Linked DNA regions of Mus musculus: all the other regions are linked to region 7. The links are chromatin contacts, called in public HiCAR-type and promoter capture Hi-C maps. All regions are on one chromosome and are shown on one strand. Each heading gives the region's core, a stretch centred on a gene start, on an enhancer-like site or on the middle of the called end of the contact. The rest is flanking DNA. Distances are from core to core; before and after follow the strand shown.

The links. Promoter capture Hi-C pulls out the DNA fragments that hold promoters and counts their contacts. HiCAR-type assays count read pairs that join an accessible place to other places. Capture Hi-C pulls out chosen DNA fragments and counts their contacts.
Region 1: a HiCAR-type map of astrocytes shows a contact between it and region 7, with 8 times the contacts expected there. The contact joins the promoter of Zfp286 here to the promoter of Elac2 in region 7. A contact is called at or near these places in 8 of 39 promoter capture datasets (cranial neural crest, embryonic stem cells, frontonasal cranial neural crest and 4 more), 5 of 115 datasets of contacts at active chromatin or transcription factors (astrocytes, embryonic forebrain, forebrain and 2 more) and 1 of 9 other capture datasets (liver).
Region 2: a contact with region 7 is called in a HiCAR-type map of astrocytes, with 8 times the contacts expected there. The contact joins the promoter of Trim16 here to the promoter of Elac2 in region 7. A contact is called at or near these places in 9 of 39 promoter capture datasets (the 3T3-L1 cell line, 3T3-L1-derived adipocytes, cranial neural crest and 5 more), 4 of 115 datasets of contacts at active chromatin or transcription factors (astrocytes, differentiating embryonic stem cells, large pre-B cells and 1 more) and 1 of 9 other capture datasets (macrophages).
Region 3: a contact with region 7 is called in a promoter capture Hi-C map of hematopoietic stem and progenitor cells, with 3 times the contacts expected there. The contact joins the promoter of Myh3 here to the promoter of Elac2 in region 7. A contact is called at or near these places in 3 of 39 promoter capture datasets (hematopoietic stem and progenitor cells, liver and pre-B cells) and 1 of 115 datasets of contacts at active chromatin or transcription factors (astrocytes).
Region 4: a promoter capture Hi-C map of liver shows a contact between it and region 7, with 5 times the contacts expected there. The contact joins the promoter of Adprm here to the promoter of Elac2 in region 7. A contact is called at or near these places in 3 of 39 promoter capture datasets (hematopoietic stem and progenitor cells, liver and pre-B cells), 1 of 484 Hi-C or Micro-C datasets (the G1E-ER4 cell line), 2 of 115 datasets of contacts at active chromatin or transcription factors (astrocytes and large pre-B cells) and 2 of 9 other capture datasets (adipose tissue and liver).
Region 5: a promoter capture Hi-C map of 3T3-L1-derived adipocytes shows a contact between it and region 7, with 11 times the contacts expected there. The contact joins the promoter of Tvp23bos here to the promoter of Elac2 in region 7. A contact is called at or near these places in 14 of 39 promoter capture datasets (the 3T3-L1 cell line, 3T3-L1-derived adipocytes, the HPC-7 cell line and 9 more), 1 of 15 datasets of contacts at CTCF or cohesin (stem cell-derived epiblast-like cells), 13 of 484 Hi-C or Micro-C datasets (B cells, adipose-derived mesenchymal stem cells, cerebellar granule neurons and 7 more) and 1 of 115 datasets of contacts at active chromatin or transcription factors (astrocytes).
Region 6: a HiCAR-type map of astrocytes shows a contact between it and region 7, with 10 times the contacts expected there. The contact joins the promoter of Fbxw10 here to the promoter of Elac2 in region 7. A contact is called at or near these places in 9 of 39 promoter capture datasets (the 3T3-L1 cell line, cranial neural crest, embryonic stem cells and 5 more) and 2 of 115 datasets of contacts at active chromatin or transcription factors (astrocytes and stem cell-derived neural progenitor cells).

What each region holds. Positions count from the first base shown.
Region 1 is chr11:62,787,918-62,790,857 of GRCm38.p6, reverse strand. Zfp286 (zinc finger protein 286) reads left to right here and starts at 1,390. Exons shown (of 6, transcript NM_138949.4): 1 at 1,390-1,482; 2 at 1,769-1,928; 3 at 2,814-2,899. The coding sequence starts at 1,874.
Region 2 is chr11:62,818,796-62,822,044 of GRCm38.p6, reverse strand. Trim16 (tripartite motif-containing 16) reads right to left here and starts at 1,792. Exons shown (of 6, transcript NM_053169.2): 1 at 1,046-1,792. The coding sequence starts at 1,540.
Region 3 is chr11:67,076,713-67,079,858 of GRCm38.p6, reverse strand. Myh3 (myosin, heavy polypeptide 3, skeletal muscle, embryonic) reads right to left here and starts at 1,559. Exons shown (of 41, transcript NM_001099635.1): 1 at 1,535-1,559; 2 at 710-720.
Region 4 is chr11:67,050,678-67,054,097 of GRCm38.p6, reverse strand. Adprm (ADP-ribose/CDP-alcohol diphosphatase, manganese dependent) reads left to right here and starts at 1,480. Exons shown (of 5, transcript NM_025510.3): 1 at 1,480-1,563; 2 at 2,320-2,417. Sco1 (SCO1 cytochrome c oxidase assembly protein) reads right to left here and starts at 1,428. Exons shown (of 6, transcript NM_001040026.1): 1 at 1,182-1,428; 2 at 233-323. The coding sequence starts at 1,403.
Region 5 is chr11:62,920,757-62,924,164 of GRCm38.p6, reverse strand. Tvp23bos (a long non-coding RNA gene) reads left to right here and starts at 1,534. Exons shown (of 3, transcript XR_388723.3): 1 at 1,534-2,929.
Region 6 is chr11:62,845,304-62,848,554 of GRCm38.p6, reverse strand. It overlaps Fbxw10 (F-box and WD-40 domain protein 10), which reads right to left and starts at 1,432. Exons shown (of 13, transcript NM_001033669.2): 1 at 760-1,432. The coding sequence starts at 1,273.
Region 7 is chr11:64,977,320-64,980,302 of GRCm38.p6, reverse strand. It overlaps Elac2 (elaC ribonuclease Z 2), which reads right to left and starts at 1,268. Exons shown (of 24, transcript NM_001362983.1): 1 at 972-1,268; 2 at 535-585; 3 at 326-396. The coding sequence starts at 1,192.

The DNA.
Region 1 (2,940 bases), core at 141-2,640, 2.2 Mb after region 7:
ATTTAATATTCTCTGGAGGGAGTGGCCAAAAGGCATGCAAATTTGGAAACTTTCCTGTAATCACTTGAGTAGCACCCCAGGAGATTCCTCCAGTCCCCAGATAACTACAGTGGTCTTAGACAAGTTAGTGGGTTTTCAAACTGAACCCCAAATCCCAGACATAAATAGCTGTGAAAAGGGCCTAAGTCTTGAGAGCTGGTGAATTTATCAGGGTCCCACTCAGCACATTTGCATGGGAAGGCTTCTTCAAAAATTTGAAGCTTCTCCACTTCCACCTGTACCAGCAGCCAAGGACAAACAGCCTTCTTTGCCCTAATACTTTCCTTGTTCATGTTACACTGAAGTAAACAGAGTTGTAAGGAGTTGTTGACAATCATCCCAAGTGAGACCAAAGGAACAGCAGACAGATTCTAGAGGAAAAGTCAGAGTTTGAAGTTTTTCAGAGAAAAGGAATTGGAGGTTTTGCAGCTGTACAGATCTGAAGTGGGAAAAGAAGACATAGATTACCAAGGACCATTGCCTCCCTCTGAGTCTCTTTCTCCCAATGGATCTAATGAGTCTGGAGCACAATGGGACCTCCAGTAGGAACCCAGTGGGGATGAAGGAAGTAGAGGAAATGGGATGTCTTCATATGGAGAGATTATGATGGTCACAGAGGGAGAAGCGGTGGACGAGACAGGGAGTGTAGGATCAATGACAGCCGTGGAAGAGGGTCCAGAGCAGAGTAGAAACTGAGAAATGAACAGGATCTGGTGATTAGATGGTGAGAATCAAAAGTTGAGTGTATTCTGGTTTTGGCATATGCAAATGGTGCACTAGAGTAAATGCACGCACTGAGATGGGGCTGTTTGGCAAAAGTGACTTTAAAGTAGGTTTAACTTAACCACAGGCCCTTGAGAGTCCAACTTTTTCGACAAATGAACTTTTTTTTTCCTTGCAAAGAACTTACTGCTCAAGTGTGTGGAAACTGGCTCAATATTGTCAGCTCTGCTCATATACGTTTTTACGATTGCAAAATAGATGAAATACAAGTCCATTGGGATAGATGAGAGTACTACATGGATCCTGCTCTAAAACTACAGCTTTCATATAGTTTGAAGTCAAAGGATGGTTTTAGGGAAGGCCAAACCATGGCTAAAAGCCATATACACATGCCAACAGTAAAGAAATTTGGGCTGAAGCTACATAGATGTAATTGTGCAAACAAAGGTGCAGAGAGAGAGAGACTTTGTCTCCCACGTCCCAACCTTCCGTTACTGCGGGATTCCACGCACGATGCACCTTTTTCTCTCGCGAGAGGGAGAGATCCCGCTGTGCCGCTGAGCCACTCGTGGTCCCAACCTGCCAAGAAACAGGGGGTCGGGCAGCGCGCAGGTGCTTCTGGGAGTTGTAGTTCCTGGATTTGCCCAGCAAAATGTCACGCATGCGCGACTCAGAGCTAAGCGGAGAAGTTCGTAGCCTTTGTCAGGCCTGGGATGGGAGGTGAGTTTCTTGGTAGGATGCTGCGGTCCTCGCTTTACCTCGGCGGTGGTCCAGTAGTTGCTCTCTGCCAGGGAGGACTGGAGTTTGTAGTTCTTGAGCTTCGTCCCCTTCCCTCCCCGCCCCACGGGCCATCTAGGACCCCGGTGCATACTGGAGAGCTGGACGGAGCTGGAGGGGTTGTCTGTGCCCTCTACCTCTCAGGCACTCAGTCCCCTAGGGGACAGCTCCAGGAGCCAGAAACAGACAGGTGAGGACTCAGATTCAGGATGCTTTCCCTGGTTTCCAGGTCCCACGTGATCTGAGCGACACTCTCTACAGAGCCCAAGAGGGAAGAAGTCCTTCGAGGCTCCGTGGACTGCTGACTGCGCGAGAAGAGCAGGACCTTAGGGGCATGGAAGAGGTGGTGATCATGGAGACGGGTTTGGCCGAAGTGCCTCAGAAAAGAGGTAGAATTGCCCAGGGGTTGGTGTGCATCATGGGAGAGTGGAAATCTTCCTTTTGAAGGGGAAACCCACCGTTGTCGTGGGTTAAGTGGTTCTTGGGAAAAGATGGCGACTTGTCAACGCTATCTTGAGGATAGGTGAGCTCTGAGACGTTGCAGGGCTTACTATGGGTCAGTCCCCATTCCACTTAAGTGTGCTGCACAATGGTCCCACCAGTGCGGACATTGTCACAATGTAGTCACAAGTTCTTCCAAATTATTGCCCCATCCTGGTTTCCATCGTGGATCCAAGAATTCAACTTTGTAGTTGACAAAAAAATATTTTTCCATACGTTATCCCACTTTATCCATAGTTAACGTGTGTGCTGTTTCAACACAGATCGCTCACGACCTGCTTCACAGGCACGGAAGGTAGGGGCTGGCTTCAGCACTAGGAGACCTGTGTATCTTAAACTCCCCTCGGTGACTTACTATGCCAAAATTCCCTCCAGGGGTCCTTTTCAGGTTGCTAGATGTCACCTCAAACTCAACCAATCAGAATTTGGAGGTGAGATCTAGCAATCTCCGCCTTAAGGAAGCTTTAAAGGGATTTTAAAAAAACAAAACAAAACAAAACAAAACACTGAGTCTACTTTAGGTAGATTATAGTGGAAATTTACTTATTCTAGTTTGTAGACCAGAGAGTTTGAGGGGATACGTCATGAGTAGAGCAACTAAATTCAAGCCTAGTGGAGCAACGTGCCTGAGCATATTTTACAGTACCGGAAAGTAGCAGTTTGTTTTGGATTCCTTGTTAACAGGGAGTGCATTTGGTGTGGTGGAGGGGTTTAGATTATACTGAGTAGAGAGCCAGGTCCAGACCCAGTCCCTACCGCTTTCTTCCCTTTAGCTCTGTCTTCCCCGGATTCTCTCCTTTCCCACGAGAAGAGTGCAGAAGGAGACGTGGCTGCTCTGAGACTCACTGTCAGATCCCAGGTGAGTCTCTATGGGTTACTGAGATCAATTCCACCTTGGGT
Region 2 (3,249 bases), core at 543-3,042, 2.2 Mb after region 7:
TTACTGCCCAGGAACACATGCCACAGAAAGGCTCTGGGTGTGCCAACCAACAGTGCAAAGAGGGAACTGCCTTGAGCGTGAACCAGGACCTGTGTGTGGGCGGAGTCAACCTTACTTCCTACTGGGGAAACTCAAAGTGGGAGAAACTCAAAGTGGGAAAGCTGCGGGGGTCCACCCCCAATGTCTCATCCAGGATCTTGGCTTCCAGATAAAGGCAAGCAGTGCTTCAGAAATGACTTTTTTATCTGATAAAAGTAAAATTTCAGACTTCGAGCACAGTGTTTCTCAGGTGCTCCTGCCAGCCTATCCCGTAAGGAACCTTTATTCTCCAGTAAGTTAAGTCGCCCTTGGCATTAACTTCCGTGTGCGTTTCAAATTCTGTTATCTTGGCAGTTTTTGTTTTGTTTTGTTTTGTTTTACTTGAATGCAGCATTTTGTGTTAGCTTCTTTTGTGGTTTTGCGATTCAAAAAAAAAGAAAGGAAGGAAGGAAGGAAGGAAGGAAGGAAGGAAGGAAGGAAGAAAGAAAGAAAGAAAGAAAGAAAGAAAGAAAGAAAGAAAGAAAGAAAGAAAGAAAGAAAGAAAGAAGTTAAGAAAGAGAGGAAGGAAGAAAAGGAGAAATGAAGTCTGAGGTTTCTTCTTTTCCCTTGGACTTCTGCCAAGGTTTTCATGGGTTGATATATGCCTCACAGATCCTGCCAGAGGGAAATACCACACTCCTGAGGCTAACCTTCTACAGCACACACCCAAATGCACATTACTAAACTCTAACTAGAAACAGCAGGAAATTCCTATGCCTGGCAGAGACAATAGAGACCGCACAGCAACAGGGACACTGAGATGGGGACAGTGACCCACTTTTGTTTCCAAAGCCAGCGGCTATAGATACTTACAGCGAACCAACACCCAGGCACTACCGCTAAAGTTCTCCTCTGTTGACTCGGAACAAACTGGCATCAACAGAGCCACAAATGCAGCATGTGTGACCTCTCCCTGGGGACACCTCCTCCCACTGGTCCCTCCCAGGCGACAGACCCCACTACTCACCTCTTTGTTCCTGCGGGCTGCATCCAGGGAGACAGTACTGTCGCCTCTGTGTTCACCCTCCCCGCATTCCTGGCAGATACACTGCTGGTGCGTGTGGCAGAAGGAAACCAAAGGGCTGTGGTGGGCAGGGCAGGTGCGTAGATCCTGGTCCTTTGCGGGTTCGGTTAGCTGGTGGCTGTGCAGTTTGCTGTTCTCCTGGTGTGGCCGCAGGTGCTCCTCACAGTAGTTCACCATGCAGGTCAGACAGGATTTCACTGCCCTTACTCTGCTGGCCCCAAGACAGAAGTCACACAAGATCTGATCCTCTTCACCAGGAGCCCCGACCTCTGCGGGGTCATGACCCTGCTCCTGGGTTTCCTCACCTGACTTGCTGAGAGGGTCCGCATCTTCTTTTTCTGCTGGGATAGCTGACACAGGGTCTGGGCCGAGAGGGGCCAAAGGGTGAGCAGTGACCCCGGTCAGAGGCCCCGGGGCAATCAGATCCAATTCAGCCATCTGGTGGAGGCTCTGCGGACTAAGGACTAAGGCGTCCTTCCTCGCGGTCCCTTGGCTCAGGATCTGAGTAGCCCAAGTCAAACCAGAGAGCCACGCCTAGCAGATTGCAGCTGCCCTGAGACATTAACTGTTTCCTCCCTCCCGAGGAAGCTCAGTTACTCAGACAGGACGAGGCTCCTCCAGATTGGCTAGTAGCCAGCCACAGTGACAAGGCTCAGAACTGCCTTGCCACTTGGCTCCTGTGTCTGTTCCTTGGCTCAGGCTTCTCATTCTCATTCCTAGCCCAGCCCTGAAACTTCTATTCTTACGGGACTCATTCACGCACACCCCATAGGCTCTTCCGGAGACCACGTGTGCCTGTGGGACTGGAAAAAAGGGCAAGATTCCTGAGCTCTATTGTAAGCCTCTGCGGCTTTGAGCGGTCCCACAAGCCATATTTTGCGGTGGATCTCTCTCTCTCTCTCTCTCTCCTTCCTCCATCCCTCCCTCTCTCTCCCCTCCCCCTCCCCTTCTCTCTACTCCATATATTTTTAAAGGGGTCCAAAATGTAAGGACTTTGATAATAGGGCAGCTGCTAATCCTAAATGAGCCACCAGCTTGGTCCTACCACCACCACCACAAAACCTGACATACAGACAGACAGACAGACATAGTCAATCTAGCTTTATCTGCTTTTAATAACTTGCTTTTATCAGACTTTTGTTTTATTTTAGTCGTGTGTGTGTGTGTGTGTGTGTGTGTGTGTGTGTGACAGAGTTTGACATCTAGTGTCTTTCTTAATTGCTCTCCACCTCATTTCATGAGAGAGGACCTCACAGTGAACCTGGAACACGCTAGGTCACCTAGCGCAGCAGGCCAGCAAGTCAGAGGGATATTCTAGACTCTTGCCCCAGTGCTGGGGTTACAGATAAGCACCATTGCATGGCTGCAGGTGGCCATGCACACCTAGCAAGCACTTTACCCACTGAACCGTCCTCCTAGCTCCACTTCTGGTTGACTTTTAAAACTCACTCATGTGAGAAGCCACCCAGTGGACAGGGCCCTGGCCTTCCACTCTCTGCCATAAACCTCTAACATGTGGGCTTTGATGATAACAGTTGTCTGGCTTGCTTCTCCGAAACTTGATGGCCTTTTGTTGAAATTGACTCATCTGGACCTGAGCAGGTAACTAGTGGGTGACCTTTTGGCATCAGAAGACCAAAACTTCTGCCCTCAGAACATTCTAACACTGACCTGTCCTGAACATGCATCCCACGAAGAGCCATGAGGACCGATTATGGTCCTCTCAGCCACCCTTCCCTATCTCATAAATCCTCACCAGACCCCACCCTCCAGGAAGTGGATCTAACTGTGCTTCTCCCCTTCCATGCTCAGCTCAGCTGCCTTCAAATATGATTTTTCTCTTTTGCGAAACGCATGGTCTCTGTGTTTGCCACCCTGTGCAAGCATCCTGGTTCTGAAACCACAGAAATTGATGGATGTTTATAACCCTGACCCTCCAGTGTCCGCTTCTAGGGCATTCCAGGAGCTGGCTGAGAATGGGCACAGGAAGGGGCCATCGGGTAGAAGAGGGAAGGCACTGTCCCCTTCCACATACAGCTCTCTCCAGCCTTTCTAGGCCCCGTATCTTACTCTGTGATCTCCACGAAGAGACAGTTGCTAAACTAGCCCCACATCCAGCTAATAAAACTGTTCCTAAATGAGGTGCC
Region 3 (3,146 bases), core at 310-2,809, 2.1 Mb before region 7:
TGCTCCATGCCCAGTGGCGCTTCACACAAGGGTTCAGCACTGGGAATATAATCCGCTCATATTTGTTGAGTTGCTAATGAATGCCACGGGCTTAGACAGAATCTATTTACTCCAAGCATCTCCATTCTTTCAGCCTGGTGAAGGGGCCTTTGAAATGCCACTTTTGACACTATGTCTTCCTTTTCTGAGAAGCACGGGTAGAGCAAACAGAACATTCAAAATTAAATACCATGAAAAAAAAAAAAGAAGTAAAGGCATTCCATGAAAAAAAAAAGGTAAAAGAATTCCTTAAAGAGAGAATACTAAGCAGAAAATGGCAGAGACAGCTTTGAACTGTTTTGAATCGACATGGTTTCTGCCTCCCATGCTAAGAATAGACTGAAGGCCAGGCATGGTGGTCTATGCCTTTAGTCCCAGAACTTCGGAGGCTGCGACAGGTGGATCTCTGTGAGTCTGAAGCCAGCCTGGTCTACCTAGAGAGTTCAATGCCATCTGGGGCTACACAGTGAGATCCTGTCTCAAAAAACAAAGGAACAACAAACCACCATAGAGAATAGATGGGAACCTCTAGCCGCACCCCTGAGGATGAAGCCTGCACTTCTCCGTTAAGCTCTGTAACTCCTCGGGGGCACAGGCATGAGGGGGCAATGGGTGATCTGGGTTTACCTGAAGACTTCCTGAAGCTCTGGGATGTGGCCCCAATGCTCACCTGAGTCACACCTGCAGGACAGCAGAGAGCAGCAGCAGTTGTGGACGTATGGGACCTGCAAGAGCATGCACACAGAGTTTAGTGGCCACCGTGATGTCTGCTTCTGTGACGAACCAGACCTTGGTGAGGCTCAACTAAGACACACAAAGGACTAGACAGTCAGAAAGATCCTTAGCTCTGAGGCAAGCCCTAGGACTGCAGACAGATCATAGTCTACAGCTAGGCATAACTACCAACTGCCTGGCAGGTTGGCTCCTCCAGCCCACTCTGACAATTTCTTCAGACTGCAAGATCCTTCATTGTGAACAGGGCAGGGATTCTAAATGGACTGAGTCCCTGCCAATAAAAGCTTCTGTTAGCGGGTGGGGACAGGCCTCCTGGTTATCTGAAAATGGAGACGATGCTGAGATTGGCTAATTTAAACCTGTTAAGCAAACATGTAGTCTTGAGGCCACTAAACACCCAGCAGGTATAGCGTCCAGGTAGGAAACACAGAGTCCCCTGTTCATTCTGTGGATCAGAGAGGCAACAGGAGAACATGGAGCCATGGTGGACAGGCCCATGCCTGTCCAACAGGATCCTTCCCAAGCAGAGAAAAGAAAGGGTGGGCAGGACCCCAGCTTCGATGATCTGCTAGAGGCAGTGGGATGCTGGGCTCTTGGGTCTCGCATCTCACTCTACTGTATTCCTTGAGAACGCCTTGAGAAGAGAAAAGAGGCTTGCCTGCTATAACAAAGCCAGGGAGGGCCACAGTCCAGGGCAGTGGCCGAATCAGGTCTAGAAGCAGTAAATGCCACAGAGATACTAGGAAAGTGTAAGACTTACCTCTGACTGTGACAGAGAGAAGCATAGAGGAGAGCTGCCCCCTGGGCTTTTATAGGCCACCACTAACCCCCTGGGCTCATTCTTCCTCTATATTTGGAAAGAGAATGACTGACACCACAGGCTGAGAACTGGCCCCCTCCACACGTATTTTTCGCCGTTGCCAAGGGAAAAGTATATATAGAAATGAGCAGGGTCCGAAACCATTTTTTCCAACTGTAGAAAGCTGGGAATTTGAGATGCCTTGCTCTGTGAACTCAGGGCTGTAGCTTCTCCACCTAGCACAATGGGATCTCCTTTGCTTTAGGAGCCCCTACCTGGCTCCATCCTGCAGGCCATCCCACCCTGAAATCAGCTGAAGCCACTACCACTTGGGAACAGGGGACACACAGTTGTGCTATTTGCTTAGAAAGCTCATCGAAGATAAAGTAGAATTGAACTTGTTGAAGTCCCCTCACGGTTATGAGCCAAACTCTGTAAAACTTGTGCAGTTGGATTATAGTTTTTTTTTTCTCCTTCTCCATCTCTCTCCTTCCCCTCATTACTTTCTGTCTCATTACTATAATTATTTACTTAATCCTTTCTTAAGCACTAGCAGGACCAACAAGCAAGTAAATGACAGGGAGCTATGCCACCAGCCCATGTTCACAGTGACAGCTGCTTAGGGGCCTGTGGTTATCAAGACATATTACCAATTAGGAAAGGCCAGCTGCCAGCCTAGATAGGGGGCGAGGGGAACGGTAGTGGCCTGAAGAGAAAGGGGGGATGGGTATCGCCTAACAGATGCTGTCATTTCTAAATCAGGACTGGAAAATTAAACCTTAACAAGAGAATTAAGGTACAGTTGACATTTTTGTCCATTTCCATTCCTCTCTTTCCTGGTCCAGTCTTTGTGGTGAGGGTCTGAGTTGTATGGGGTCATGGTTGTTCATTTAATAGAGAACTTCATGCCAATACATCCCATTTGAGAATATGGACTGTCCTCTTACAGCCTACCCATACACTGGTAAGGGAAGAAGGGAGAAAGCAGGACCAAAGTCTTCATAGGGACCATTATTTTTTTCGAGACAGGGTTTCTCTGTGTATCCCTGGCTGTCCTGGAACTCACTTTGTAGACCAGGCTGACCTCGAACTCAGAAATCTGCCTGCCTCTGCCTCCCAAGTACTGGGATTAAAGGCATGCACCACCACCGCCCGGCCATAGGGACCATTATTAAACATCCTCTGTATGTTCTTTCCTATTGAGGACTCTTCAAAAAGGCAGAGTGGAATCGGAAGATAGTCTTTCCCCAACATAAACCATTTTGTGGGCAATGAGTCATACAGCCTTCACACATTCCCTTCCAAGATTTAGGCAATTTCATAGCAGAGAGGCCACGCTGAGGCTCTCTGATGCCTGTGGTTAGCTAGACATCAGGCCACAGTGAAGTCACATCTTCTCATTGCTCCTCTTGCTCTAGTTTGGACTGAAATGTCCCTCTTCCTTCTAGCACCATTCGTCCTGAAGTGTCCACCCATCACCTGGAAGAGTATAATCTCCTGGCTCTGAGTTTCTTGCCCAGTGGCACATTGTCTCAAGCTTCCATAGTCTCTTCTGTTCAGATCCCGTGAAGAC
Region 4 (3,420 bases), core at 231-2,730, 2.1 Mb before region 7:
CCTTGAATTATTTTAAATCAAAAGGTTTAAGGACAGGGTTGGCCAATAGCCAAGTAGATAGAAGTGCTTGACAGAAAAGCCTGATTACCCAAGCTCAACCCTGGGAACCCACCATGGAAGAATACTCCCAAATAGTTCTCTGGCCCCCACTGTAGCGTGCACACATCTGCATGCACGCGCATGTACAATAATTAAAAAGAAAAAAAAAATACTCCAGGGGGTAACCACTTACTTTCTATCTTTTCTTTCTTGAAGTACTTCATTCCAGCCAATAAAGAGCCTCCAATGGCAAAGGTGAGAGCTAAAGACTTCCAAGAAACAGGCTACTGGGGCAGAGATTCAAACAATAAAACAAGTAAGATGCAAACACTTAACAGAACTCTATTTGTTATCTTCATTTTCACAGCAAGTACATACACACAAACCAGTTGCATACACTGAATGCTTCAGGTTATTTGGGGATAAGTAATGGCTATAATCTACTGCAAAAGCACCCGTTTCCAAGAAAAAAAAAATGCCCTAGTTAATTTACAAACTAATTAAGGGCTGGGGGGGGGGGCGAAGCTCACTTAATTGGTTGAGTGCTTGATTGTCATGTCCCAAGGCCATGGGTTCCACGCCAAGCACTGTATAAAAGTGGGTGTGGCAATGCACACCTGTAATCTTAAGCATCCTGGGAGGGGGATCAAGCTCAACAGTCATTCTTGGCTACATATAGAGTTCTAGGCCAATCTAAGATATAAGACACCTGATCTCAACAAACAAAAAAAGTGACTGATGACCGGCTTATGCTGATACTGAGGATAAAAATACATCTGGGAAAGTTACCCAACTGGCTTCCAAAATGACATCAAAAGAAACCTAAAAGTGGGGCTTCCTGAAAACTAACATTGTGTTATTTCTCTGTACTCTTTAAAGTCCAGAGCTGATTCCCCCCCCCCCCCCCCCGGAACAAAAGCCCGAGTTGTAACCGCGCGGAGGGAGAGTAGGTTCTCAAATTCTGTAAAGGCTGGGACCAGGAAACAGTTCTGTCAAAGTTGGAACTATCGCTGACCAGGAAGCAAGGAAGGGATTCCATGGCCCTTTCACGCCAGGAAGTTCCTGAGATGTGACCTTGCAGGGTGCAGAGATGGAAAGCTGCAGAGAGCGCCGAGCCCAGAAGGCTCCATGCGGACACTCACCCCAGGCTTCGGGCGGTGAGACCCGGCTTGACCGCCCTTGGGCTCCGGACCGGCCCCCGGCGGTGGCGGCCCAGCGCTGAAGGCTCTGCTCCGCAGGCAGGAGCACGCTTCCTCCGGTCTCGGCCTCTCCGCCACATCCCTGAGCCCATGGCCGCGAGGGAACAGACGCCAGAGCTGGCGACACTGCGACCTCACCACTGCGGCGCGTACAAGTGCTGCCATGAGTTTAGGAGACCGCGCCTCCTTTGGGCCACCTCTCCATTTCCGCTCGAGCTTCCGCTTCTGCCGGAAGCCGAAGGAGGCCGCTCTTTCCTCTTGGCTCGTTGGTGACGCTGTTTGCCCTCTGGTTGTGGAGGAGTCCCGGGTCCGGCGGCTGATAGCGGTAGGTGGTTCTCAGGATTGGAGAAGGGTGGAGCTGCTTGTGGGCGGCGAGCTTTGGGAGATGGTTCCTTGGGATCCTGGCCTGGGCCTGGCGGCGGCTGGAAAACACAAACATCGCAGTGGGACGAGGTGGCCCTGGGTCTTCTAGCCGGGTTCGCTCCTCCCAGCTGCAAGGGACTAGGGGATCCCTTCCTACTGCCCGGTCTAAAAACCGGCCGGGTGGAACTGCGAGGTCTCGGACCCCAAATTAGAAGTCATCCCATAACTTTTGAAATAACCATAATAACCCATGACTTGGAAGAAATAATAAATAAGACTTTGAGTGTCTAGGATAGTAAGATGACTTAAGACCAAAGTGGCAGCGCTTCTAACTGTAATACAAGCCGCCTGCTAATAAGGAAGGCACTGCAAAGGTGTGTGCTGCGTCATACCCATCCTTCTTTTAGTCTCCGTGGCTCATTTCTTTAAAAGGTCTCCCACCTACCCAACCTGTCTCAGATTTTAAACTGTGTTGAAGGTTTCCTCATTTGGGACTGCTTAGTTGGCTACAGCTACACTTTCTTGTTGTTGTTCCTTGAGAAATTTTAAGTCGTATTCGTTTTGTTTGTTTATTATTTGCAGTGCACGCGCTGAGCAAATGATCTCCACCTCATTGTTTTCTCACCTTTGCCCCTCTCTCCCCACCCCGCCCTGTGGTGTTGTGTATAACAACATCCGTCCTTTAATTAAAGCACTTTTTTTTTTTTTAAACTCCAAGGGGATCCCAGCATTGCTTCAGGGATTGTTGCATTGGAGCATGATACTGTTCTTCTCCGTGCTTGGCTTTTTTGATCTATCGGGCTGCTCTCTAACACCGTAAGTAATATAGTTCAGTGATTCTTGTTTTGCCTCGGCCAGGTTGATCAGCAATCTCATGAAATTTATACTCAAAGTTACTAGAAGTTTTTGTTTTTTGTTTTTTTATAAAACAAATCATTGTTGAAGTTTATGAAAAGATTTTAACACAAATTGAAGAGCATAGATGAATAGAGAGATGCTTAGGAGGAGAGTACACACCCAAAAGCATGGGCTTTTCAGGAGTCACACTTTAATGTTTTTATAACAGTATATATAATTTGGGTGGCTTCTGAAGGTACATCTTAAAAGATCGTCAAACAACTTTTTTCTTTTAATCTCATTTTTCTGGGTAATAGATTATAGGCTGGCTCCAGGGGTACCTTGGGTAGGGTTACACAAGGGCCTTGGGACATGTTTAGTGCAAATAAAGTTTATAGTCTTTGTTTGTAAAATTTCCAGAAAACTGTAGCTTTACGTCTAGGAAAGGAATAGGACCATACTCCAAGGTGATATGTGCTTAGGCCCTTAAGTATAGTTTATTGCTATTTTAACATTCTTATTTGAAATCTACATAAAGGGAATGCCATTTCTTTGTAGGCAACCTTCATAGCAGACATTATTAATATCAGGGAAATTTTTGATTCTCAGGTGGCAAGAGACTCCAACCAGACTCTGGGCCTTCCCTTTCCTTCTCATGTCTTCCTCATTTTCCCTCTGAGACTGATTCCTTCCTCTATCTTAAGAGTTGATGGTGGTGGAAAATCTGTTTCCTGTCACTGTTTGCTGAACAAGGATGCATTCCCTGCCTATCCAGCCACCCACTGTCTCAAGCTCTCTCGTCTAAGTAGGATGTGTTGCAGACTATTTGATCACACCACGAACCTCAAGATTGTGTTAGTTACTGAAAAGTGCTGTTTCTAGTTGTGGTGTGACTCGGACCTTAGTGCACACCTGTAATCCCGAATTATGAAGGTAAAGTTAGCTTGTAGAAGAAAGCACTCATGTTTGAAAGTAATGTCTA
Region 5 (3,408 bases), core at 285-2,784, 2.1 Mb after region 7:
ACATCCCCTGCCTGTAGTTACCAAGTTAGAATCAGAGATAAAACTCTTTAGTGTTCTAATTCCCAGTCTGCTTTCCTCCATTGCTAGTATAATTACGTTTTAATGGGATCTAGCGTGACATCGTGATATTGGTATATAATGGTTAGTGGGGGCGGTTGGCACAGGCCACCACCCTAAAAAGCTATCATTTCTTTGCATCACGAACATTCAAAATCCCCTGTGTTATTGTGAAATTAACTGCTGTCAGCCATACTTACTCTACTGTCCTACAGGACATGCTAAGCTATTCCTCCAACCCACTTAAGACCCTCGGCAAACTGTTTCACTTGACTTCTTGATCATCTTCCCTGAGCTTTCTCCAGGTGACAGTAGGTCACACAGAGAAATGAAAAGATGGCAGAGTGTTTCCAAAGGTCACCAATTGTGTGTGCACCTGCCTGCAGGAGGGCTTAAGTCACTCAAATACCACAGAGAGGAGACCCCAGATGTTCATACGTTATTAAAATGTTGAGCATTGACTTGTAAATGTGAACTTCTTCATCTTTCGATACATATTAAAACTTGAACACCCTAAGACAGAAAAATTAACAGATAACATCGCAAAATTTATTTTAACACGTTGGCTTAGTATAAAATGATCCTAAGATACATTTTATGGGCTTAACGGGGTAAAGTTTGTCTTTCTTTGCTTGGAGTTGCTTCTCTCATCCCTCTGAACAGGGGACCCTTCTGTCTCATCTCTCCCAGAACTTTGGTGTCCTCTTCAATCAAATGAAAGATGGAGACGAAGCCAGCCTTGAGGACTGGACAGCGAGCAGCACTCTGGTATCACAGAGGCTCTGATTAAGTTGCACAGAATGAAGTCTCACAAGGGAGGCTAGGAAATGTAGTTTAGCTTGTGTCTAAGAGGGAAAAGGTCATGGGGTTTGGGGAATAGACAGTTAACTCTGCCACAGAAAGTTAAGTCCCCTGCTCCCTCATATATCCTAAGAGAGTAGTTACATGTTTCCAAACCTACTTTGCTGTTTGGAAACTATCAGTCTAGAGGACCAGGCACAGACTAACACAGCCACCCACATTCCCTTTCCCATAAAGCAGAACTCCTTAAAGACAACCAGATTTGAGAAAAGGGGAGCTATTAACAACAGCAACCATTATCAAGTGTTTGTCCCGGGTAAGCAACTTAAATGTGTCAACTCAGCCCTCAAAACAACCCAATGGCATAGCTGCTATCATCATCCCATTTTTCCTATGAGGAAACTGAGGCTATGACAGCTTACACAACGGGCTCAAATTACCCAGCAGTGGACAAGATCTGACCTCTCACACTGGCTCCAGTCCGTGGTGCCAGTCACTACTTTGAGTTGACCCCAGAATGAACATGAACATGAAGCACTGCCAGCTCTTTGTAGACGTCTACATGAGGCTGAGCAGGAGGAGAGGAGAGGTGGGGCTGAGGGTGGCATGGCATGAGGGGGCTGACAGCAAGCCCGGAGCAGGAAGAGCCAGGAGGGCAGCTGGTAGGATTACAAGGGCAAGAAGATGGCAGTGGGCTCCAAGGTTAGGCTGGGGGCTCAGCTGTGTCACTCAGCAAGCCCTGCCAGGAGGATTCTAAGACCCTGCTGGTAGCTGTTGTATGTGAAAGCACCATTCCTGGTGGCCCATGTCCTTGATTAAATTCATGGAAATTAGACAGTCTGACAGGGTGGTTGTACTAGTAGTTAATTGTCCGTGGCTAAAACGAAACACCCATGATTGCATACCTTATTATGGAAAAAGATTTCTTTAGTTCAAGGTTTCACAAGTTCAATGACAAGATGGTAGCATCTAGTATAGGCTTCCTGGTGGGTGCTATGGTACTGGTGGACAAACCACACGGTGGCAGCCTTCTCACTAGGTAGAACCTAAAGTTTCCACATCACCTCCCAATACCGCTTACCAAGAATCAGACTCCCAACACCTGCTCCCGTGAAGGACAAAGGACACCCAGAGGCAGCTTAGCCCAGCCTGGTAGTTCTGTCTGGTAGCTCTCTGCACGGTCTCTTCAGTACCTCGGCATGGCCTCCCAGTGGACAGACACAACCCGGCCCAGCTCTCTCCCAGCTTAGCGGAATGGGTGTCTTTGTCCTTTGGTATCAGGAGTAAAAAGAAGAACCGGTCTGCAAACCCAAGACTGGTCCCCACTGACAGTCAGCTAGCTGCCTCCTTCCCAGATGGTATGTCCCCACTGTCTTTTGCTTGCTCTTCACACAGAATCTGCTAAGCACTAGGTGGCACGGTTGAGCAACCATTAAAAACTATTTCCGTCAAGGCCCAGGAGAAAAGGAAATTGAATTGGAAGTTGGAGGAGTGAGGGTTAGTGGCAGAGAAGGCCGATCGGTCCCTGGAATTCAACCTGCTCACAGCCTCCATAAGCACGGGTATGCTGTGCTCTAAGCCGATAGGGCTGCGTGCAGAGGAGGCGCCCTCAAGAGCAGATACCGCCAAGCCAGTGAGGAGGAGCCTGCTGGAGAAGGCTGGGAATCCCTTCCCACCATCCTATCAGAACCCTCTGGTTGTCGCTTGCTTCCTCCTCTCAACCATGTCGCCCTGTTCACCCAGAGCAGAAATGCTGGCAGCTGTCATGGACAAGTGAGATGAGGCACACGTCTCCAGGATGACCCACGGGCTTCTCTGCCTGTCGCTGCCATTTTCAACCCTCTTCCCCTCCCCGCTCTGTTTTCCTGTCTTCCTCTCTCCCTCCCTCCTTCTTCTTCTCTCCCCACCCCACTCTCTTCGAAGGAGAATTATATTCAGCTCTGTGGGTTGTTTTTAATGCATTCCAGATGCCAGAAGAAATCTTGGCCTGGGCTCAGCGTTCTTCTGACTTCAGGCCTCTCCCCCACCTACCTCCCTGTCTGACTCCCAAGGCCACACAAGGAAAAATCAGGTGGGCTAGCGCCATCTGCTGGCAGCTTCCAGAAGCTTAAGGAAGGCGGGAGGCGGTTAAGGTGGGGCAGGAATGGTTTCTTGTAACTGGCGTGATGTACTCGGTTGGAAAAATTCGGATTATCTGGGAGAAAATGGTGTGTAAATCAAAACGCTTCAACCCATGGACACTCCGGTAGTGGTTGTAGTGGTGGTGGTGGTGGTTCTTCGTAGTAGTCATCATCGTTGTCATCTCCTCCTCCTCCTCCTCCTCCTCCTCCTCCTCCTCCTCCTCCTCCTCCTCCTCCCCCACTCTGTCCTCCTTCTCCTCCCCTTCCTCCTCCTCCTCCTTTTCTTTTTCTTTTAAATTACAGTCTGGGACCCAGCCGGGTGGTTTTTAACATCACATTCTTTGAAAAACAGAGATTTTGGCGTCTCAGCTTGTGTTCCCTAAAGGAAGCTCGGGACTCTGTAAATTAACTTTTAAGTGACCGGTCTGGC
Region 6 (3,251 bases), core at 183-2,682, 2.1 Mb after region 7:
TTGCAGGTCTCAGACCTCTCCTCTGCTTTCTTTTGCTGTCCAGAACCAGCCAGTCAAACACTTTCAACACTTTCCTGTCAATACCCAGGACCAAGAAGGTTCCCCGCTGGGTCCAGCAATGTCTGTCTATATAGCCAGAAACAGACAGCTTGACATGGTCTCAGACCAGCTGCTAGGCCAGGCTTTGGCAGAGGACCACAGTCTGGTTTTTTTTTTTTTTTGTTAATCTAATCTGTTTGGAGACTCAGGTGCAAACTATTGCTTATAAACTAGTACCCTGGGCAATTTTGGACTTTTAGCCACATTTGGCCTCTTAAAGTATCTTACTAAGATTTGGTTTCATGCTTAAGCAAGCGGCATGGTAAGATAAGACTTTTTTAAAGCTGTAAGTTTTGTTGTTTGGCCTGGTTTCTGCCCATGGCAGTTAAGAAACAAAACACAGCTTCCCTGTCACATCCCTCCTACCCTAGTGCAAGGAAGAAGTGACACCCGTTTGCAGTGATCTGGGCCCAAGGCAGGCAGGATACTGTTCAGTGCCGGGGTGAAAGCTCTGTCCTTCCTTCTGCTTTTCTCAGTGGACAGTTTTCTAGAATGAAGTACCACTCAGCAGCTCCTCCTTTGGTAAGTGATAGGATGTCAGGATAAGGTTCACAGTCCCATACCAGCCCTCTGGGCAGCCTCTGCCTTTCCAAGCCTGTCTGTCTGCACCTATGCCCCCTTCCAAGCCTGTGTCTGGTCTCTGGGGCCCTCTGCTCTCACCTGAAATACTGTTCCACTCTTTCATGAACAGGACTCTGATCACATTGGCAGCAGTGAGCAGTAAATTTGAGTCGCACATCTGCAGCAGCAAGAGAGTATAATTTGCCTTAGTTCGGTGGGTGCTGTTGCCAAACCAGTAGAGGATCTCCTTCATCTTCCGTTCCACCGTTTTATCCAACATCTGGTTCAAGGAGGACTTTACAACCTCCTCCTCCTTCCCCCCCTTCCTACTGAGTTTGATCCGAGACCTGTTGTAGATGAAGTCCTTCCCCTGGGTGGTCTCTAGGATATTCTGGAAATACTGTAACAAATACAGGCTATTTAACTGCCCCAAGATGCTGACTAGAAATCTCCTCTGGGATATGTCGTTGACCCTCCGGAACCACTCTTTGGTGGCAAAGATCTTCCATGCTAAGACACAGGCTTCACACTTCTGGCACACGGGGACCCAGTTGGGTCCCTTTTCACAACGAAAATAGGGGGCCTGCTTGAGTTTTGGTTCCCTGTTTTCCATGACTCTGAGATGACATTCAGTTCATTTAAACCTTGCCCGTTAGCAACCCCACCAAACACCAGAGGGACAGGGTAAGCAGAGAAATAGCCTTTTTGGAGCCTCTTCGGGATGAACATCTGGAGAAACCGTAAGGCACTGCGATGGATGGTAAACTGATCTGACCCAGAAACTGCCTGTAGAAGTCTGGCTTTTTGTACTGACTTCCTTAGAAACATGGCTTTACCGTAAATCTCCTAACCCTGGCACCACAAAAGTAGAGACAGTTGCTGTATATTCTGGAAGAGCTGGTCATCTTATTTCTATAGCAGCTATTCTTTTAACCAAATGTAAAACATAACATGGCCCATTTAAAAAAAATGTTAGCATCTTTCAGTTGCTGTTATTAAGGACTTTTAAATATTCATAAATACAGCTTAGGTGTAATCTTCTTACATTTGTGGCTGTTAGAGTCTATTCCAGTGCCCTGCATATTATATTCAGTCTCTGGTTATCGCCACAGTAAAAGCACCTGTCTTAACAATAATGTAAATTATTTAATTATTCAGGGCTAGCTGTGAATCCACAGGGAACCACTCTCTGGTGCAGAATTTTCAGTTGTCCTGAGGATATGTTGGGAGTTGACTTGTTGTGTAGACACAGTCAGCTGCCTACCCATGTAGCAGAAGGTCTCACCATAGCTTTGTAATGAAGACTGTGAAGTCTGGGGTATGGCTTCTGAGTCTGGGCCCCAGCCCAGCTGCCCATTGCTCTACGAACACCAGCAGGTTGTTTAATGTTCTTCAGTTTCCTTGTCTGAAAGTGGAGATGGGGATGCTTTCTGCTTCACAGAGGATGAAGTGAGACGCTGTACACACAGTACTTAGGATGGGTGGGAACTGAGACACTGTGCACACAACGCCAAAAAGACTGCGTATCATAGCACAGTGTAAGTTAGGGCAGTGTAAGCCCTCACTACACACTGTCTCTCTGTTGTCACTGTCACCACTGCTAGATTCTCCATTTATTCATCGAAGATGTGTTCTAAGACCCCAGAGGATGGCAAAAGCTACAAGGTAATATCAACCCCTAGATAATGTGTATTCCTTTAATAAATAAGGCTAAGTAAGAAAAAATTCAGCAATAACTGTCTTAGCTCCTGTTTCTATTGTTGTGCTAAACACCACGACCCGAAGCAACTAGGGAAGGAGAGGTCTTGTGATGCTCACACTTCCACATCTCAGCTTAGCATTAAAGGAAGTTGGGGCAGGAACCTGGAGGCAGGAACTGGTGTGGAAGCCATGGAGGAGCATTGCTTACTAGCCTGCTGGTGTGGATTGCCCTGGTGATGTTTGTATTTTGATGTTAATCCTGCTTCCTCGAGAGTTGTTGTCCCCACCCTGCCCCTGACAAGGACTCTGTTGATCTCACTGGACCTTTTCCCCATTCTAACTGGTCAAATAAAGGCTAGAGCCTATGATTGGGCAGTGCAAGGGAAAGGTGGGACAGGAGGTTTCAGAGGAAGGAGGAGGAGAGAAGACAGAGGAGGAGGAGGTGGAAGCCAATATGGAGCAGAAGCACATGGCCCGGAGAAGCTGCAAGCAGCAAGGGGTCTCATAACTAGAGAATAAGTTAGTATAGTGATAGATCTGCCCAATCTAGGCATATAGCTTATCAATATAACTGGGTTATATGTCTTTTATACAGGCTTATCGGGGTTAGAAATTACCGCAACAGCTTGTTCCTTGTGACTTGCTCAGCCTGCTTACTTTCTCTCTCTCTCACTCCCTCTCTCTTTTTCTTTCTTCTCTTTTCTTTTTGTTGTGTTTTGTTCTGATTTTTGAGACAATGTGAACTCTCTTTGCAAACCAGGCTGGCCTTGAACTCAGAGATCTGCCTGCCTCTGCCTCCCAAGTGCTGTGCACCACCAAGGCCTGGCTCATCTTGCTTTCTTATAGAACCCAGGACCACCTGCCCAGAGGTAGCCCCACCCATGGTGAGA
Region 7 (2,983 bases), core at 19-2,518:
TCTCTCCTCTGCCCATACTACTATGCTTTCAAAATCTGGCAGCCACACAGTCTGGATGACAGTATGTGTCTGAATCCAGCTGCAGAGTCTGATCAGCACCCACCACAGCACTCTGTTGTTAAATCTGTGGTCCAGGTGGAGGTTGTAACCATATCAAGGCCTACTTTTCCGAGTCTAGGTTTTCACACCCCCTACTCAAGCTGACTAAGCTAGTGTACCAGGAATTCTATCTCCCCTGGGCTAGGAAGATGAACAAATGAGCTGCAAGCCATGTTAAGCCCCCAGAAACTTCCCACCGGCCCCTGACCTCCAAACACATACTCACCACACAACCCCCCAACATTTGACCAATGCATCCGAGTCAGAAAGATGTTGTCCAAGCGAGCGACTTTCAGTCTAAGAAAAAAACATACATTTCAGCCAGATGAAACAAAGACGACCAGAGACCGTGTCTGCTGAGAAGTCTCATCTGCCTCTCACCTCAGCTTTCAAGCCCATAATCATCTCCACCCCAGAAGCCAGGAGTTGACTCACTTGTGTTCCTGCATAAGTCGTTGGACGCCTTCTCCGCAGTTAAAAAGGTACCTACAGGAGGAACATTACTGTACTTACAAGTATACTCTGTAAAATGCTTTACTGTAGATACAGCGACATAAATGACAGGGTTCTCATACTGCCTAGTAGGTTTTGAGCCCTCTTTGGTTAGTGACGGAAGAGTGTAGTTTGGTATAGATCAATGGGGAGTGATGTCTTTCCCCATCGACTTATGAAACCGGTCTAGCCCACACACTCACGGTGAGGCCCCCGCTTTGGGATGGTGATGGTGAGAGTCGGGGCACGGGAAGTTTTGCCCGGATACCTGAAAGCCATGCTGACTAAGGGAGGTAAGGGATATATACAGGATTGGACAGGAGGCCTCCCGAGCACGTGGCGCTGGGGCCAATCCCCCAGGGCTGTCGGCCCACTCTGACCTGTTGTATTCCGAGAAGACATAGAGAGCAGCCCCCGCGTCCCGGCCGCCCGCCGCCACCACCTGCAGGTACACGGTGTTCGGGCCCCCGGGACCCGGGCCGCGCTTCTCCCGCGTACGCAGGTGTCGCAGTGGGTCTTTGGATGGCCGCGGCCGACGAGCCGAACCCTGCGACATGGTGCGCAGGCCAAGGGGACGCAACAGTGAGCGGAGCGCCCACATGCACCCGACCACACCAGGCTGACAAGGCAGCCAGACCCCTCACGCCGCCACAAGCACCGCCCCTCCACCGCATGGCGGAACTGACCAATCAGCGCGCCGCCGCGCTAGCTGCCCGCCCATCCAAAGCTCCGCATCCAATCGTAACGAGCCTTGGAGCTCGGAGTCTGTCAATCAAGGTGGACGTAGAGTAAGCGAAAGCTAGAGCGTCGCCGGAGGCCCCGCCCCCCTCACCGGTTCCGGCTTTCCCTGTTGACGTTTTCCGGTTACTGTCACTTGGCGGAAGCGGGACTTCTGAGAGTGCAAGTACTCGAAAGGCATTACTGGGAAAGGACTGAGTCTTTTTCAGGTTCATCGTCTTCTGTCAGGAGCTCTGCCCTTCGACAAAAGTATTCCAAGTTTGCATTGTTCTTGCTTATGATGATGGTGACGATCTCATGGGAGATAGATCTGGCTAATTTGATTTCCACCATAAGAACACATTTCAGATGATATTCTTTGTTTTGGCGTGAGAATAGAGATGAAAAGACTAAGTAAACTTCGTAGTGTTGCGTCTTATTGCTGTTATGAGCCGGTCCTCTCTGCCTTGCATTCCTTACTTCAAGACGGAAATAGTTTAACAGTGCTTATCTTTGGGAGATATTTAGAATTAACATGGCTGTGGGGACCTCGAAAGTCGACTTAGGACACCCCAAGACCAAGTTCTCAGAACAAAGGAGATTTATTTTCCCCAGAGAGACAAAAGGCAGTGAATAAGAGACAAAGAAAGAAGATAGAGACTAGGACGAAGAGAAAAGGGTCAAGAGAGAGGAGAGAGGAGTATTTGCACCCGAAACACGAAGGGCTGCCTCTGGATAGGGAGGAGACCGACCCATAGGCAAATAACAGTTCATAAAGGTTAAAAAAAAAATCCGATGTTAGGATAAGTTGGTTTGTTTTGATTGTGTATATTAATTACATAAGCCAAAGGGGGCTTTTCAAGGGGCTGGACTTCAGTGCTTTGTTAGCTGGACCTTAGTGGTCAGCCTCAAGAGGAGAAAATGGTCAAATAAGGGAATAGACCTTGGTGTCTAGCTTTATGGATGTAATCTAATGATTTTTAGCAAGATGGAGGGTATGGCGGTGAAGCCAAGGCCTGCCAGAGTCGTATTTGGCATGCTTGGTTGGCTAAAGGCCCTTTGATGGTCGGTGCTTTGAGTGGCACTAAAGAGATACGCAGAATAAATAATAGAAATTTATGGAGAAGAAAATGTTGCCACCTGCAGGAAATGTATTTAAACAAGTATTCAGGGAGACTGTCAGATGTCTGAGGCTGGACTGTCAGGTGGCTCTGAGGCTGGAGCTGGACAATCAAGATAGTGAGTTGGAGGTGAACCTGGGGCTACATGAGACCCTTTCCCAACTTGGGTGGATGGGCAGGAAGACACACACACTTTTTTTTTTTTTTAATGCTGAGACCAAATGGATCGATCATAGTTCAAGATCACTATTTTTGAGAGGTCGGAGTTTCTGTTGCCAGCACCTACATGGTGACTCACAAGTTATCTTCTGAGACTCCATTCCCACAGAAACTCACATCTTCTGACCTTAGCAGGTATCAGTTAGGCACCTGAAGTACAAACATACATTCACAAAAAACATCCATATACATTTCAAAACAGTAACATCCAGGAATGATGGCTCCCCTGAGGTCAAGCCCAGCCTGGGGTCCTTAGTGGATCTAGGCTAGCAGAGAAAGAGGGAGGGCAGACTGAGAGGATGACTATGTGCGAGTCACTGTAACATTCCGTGTCC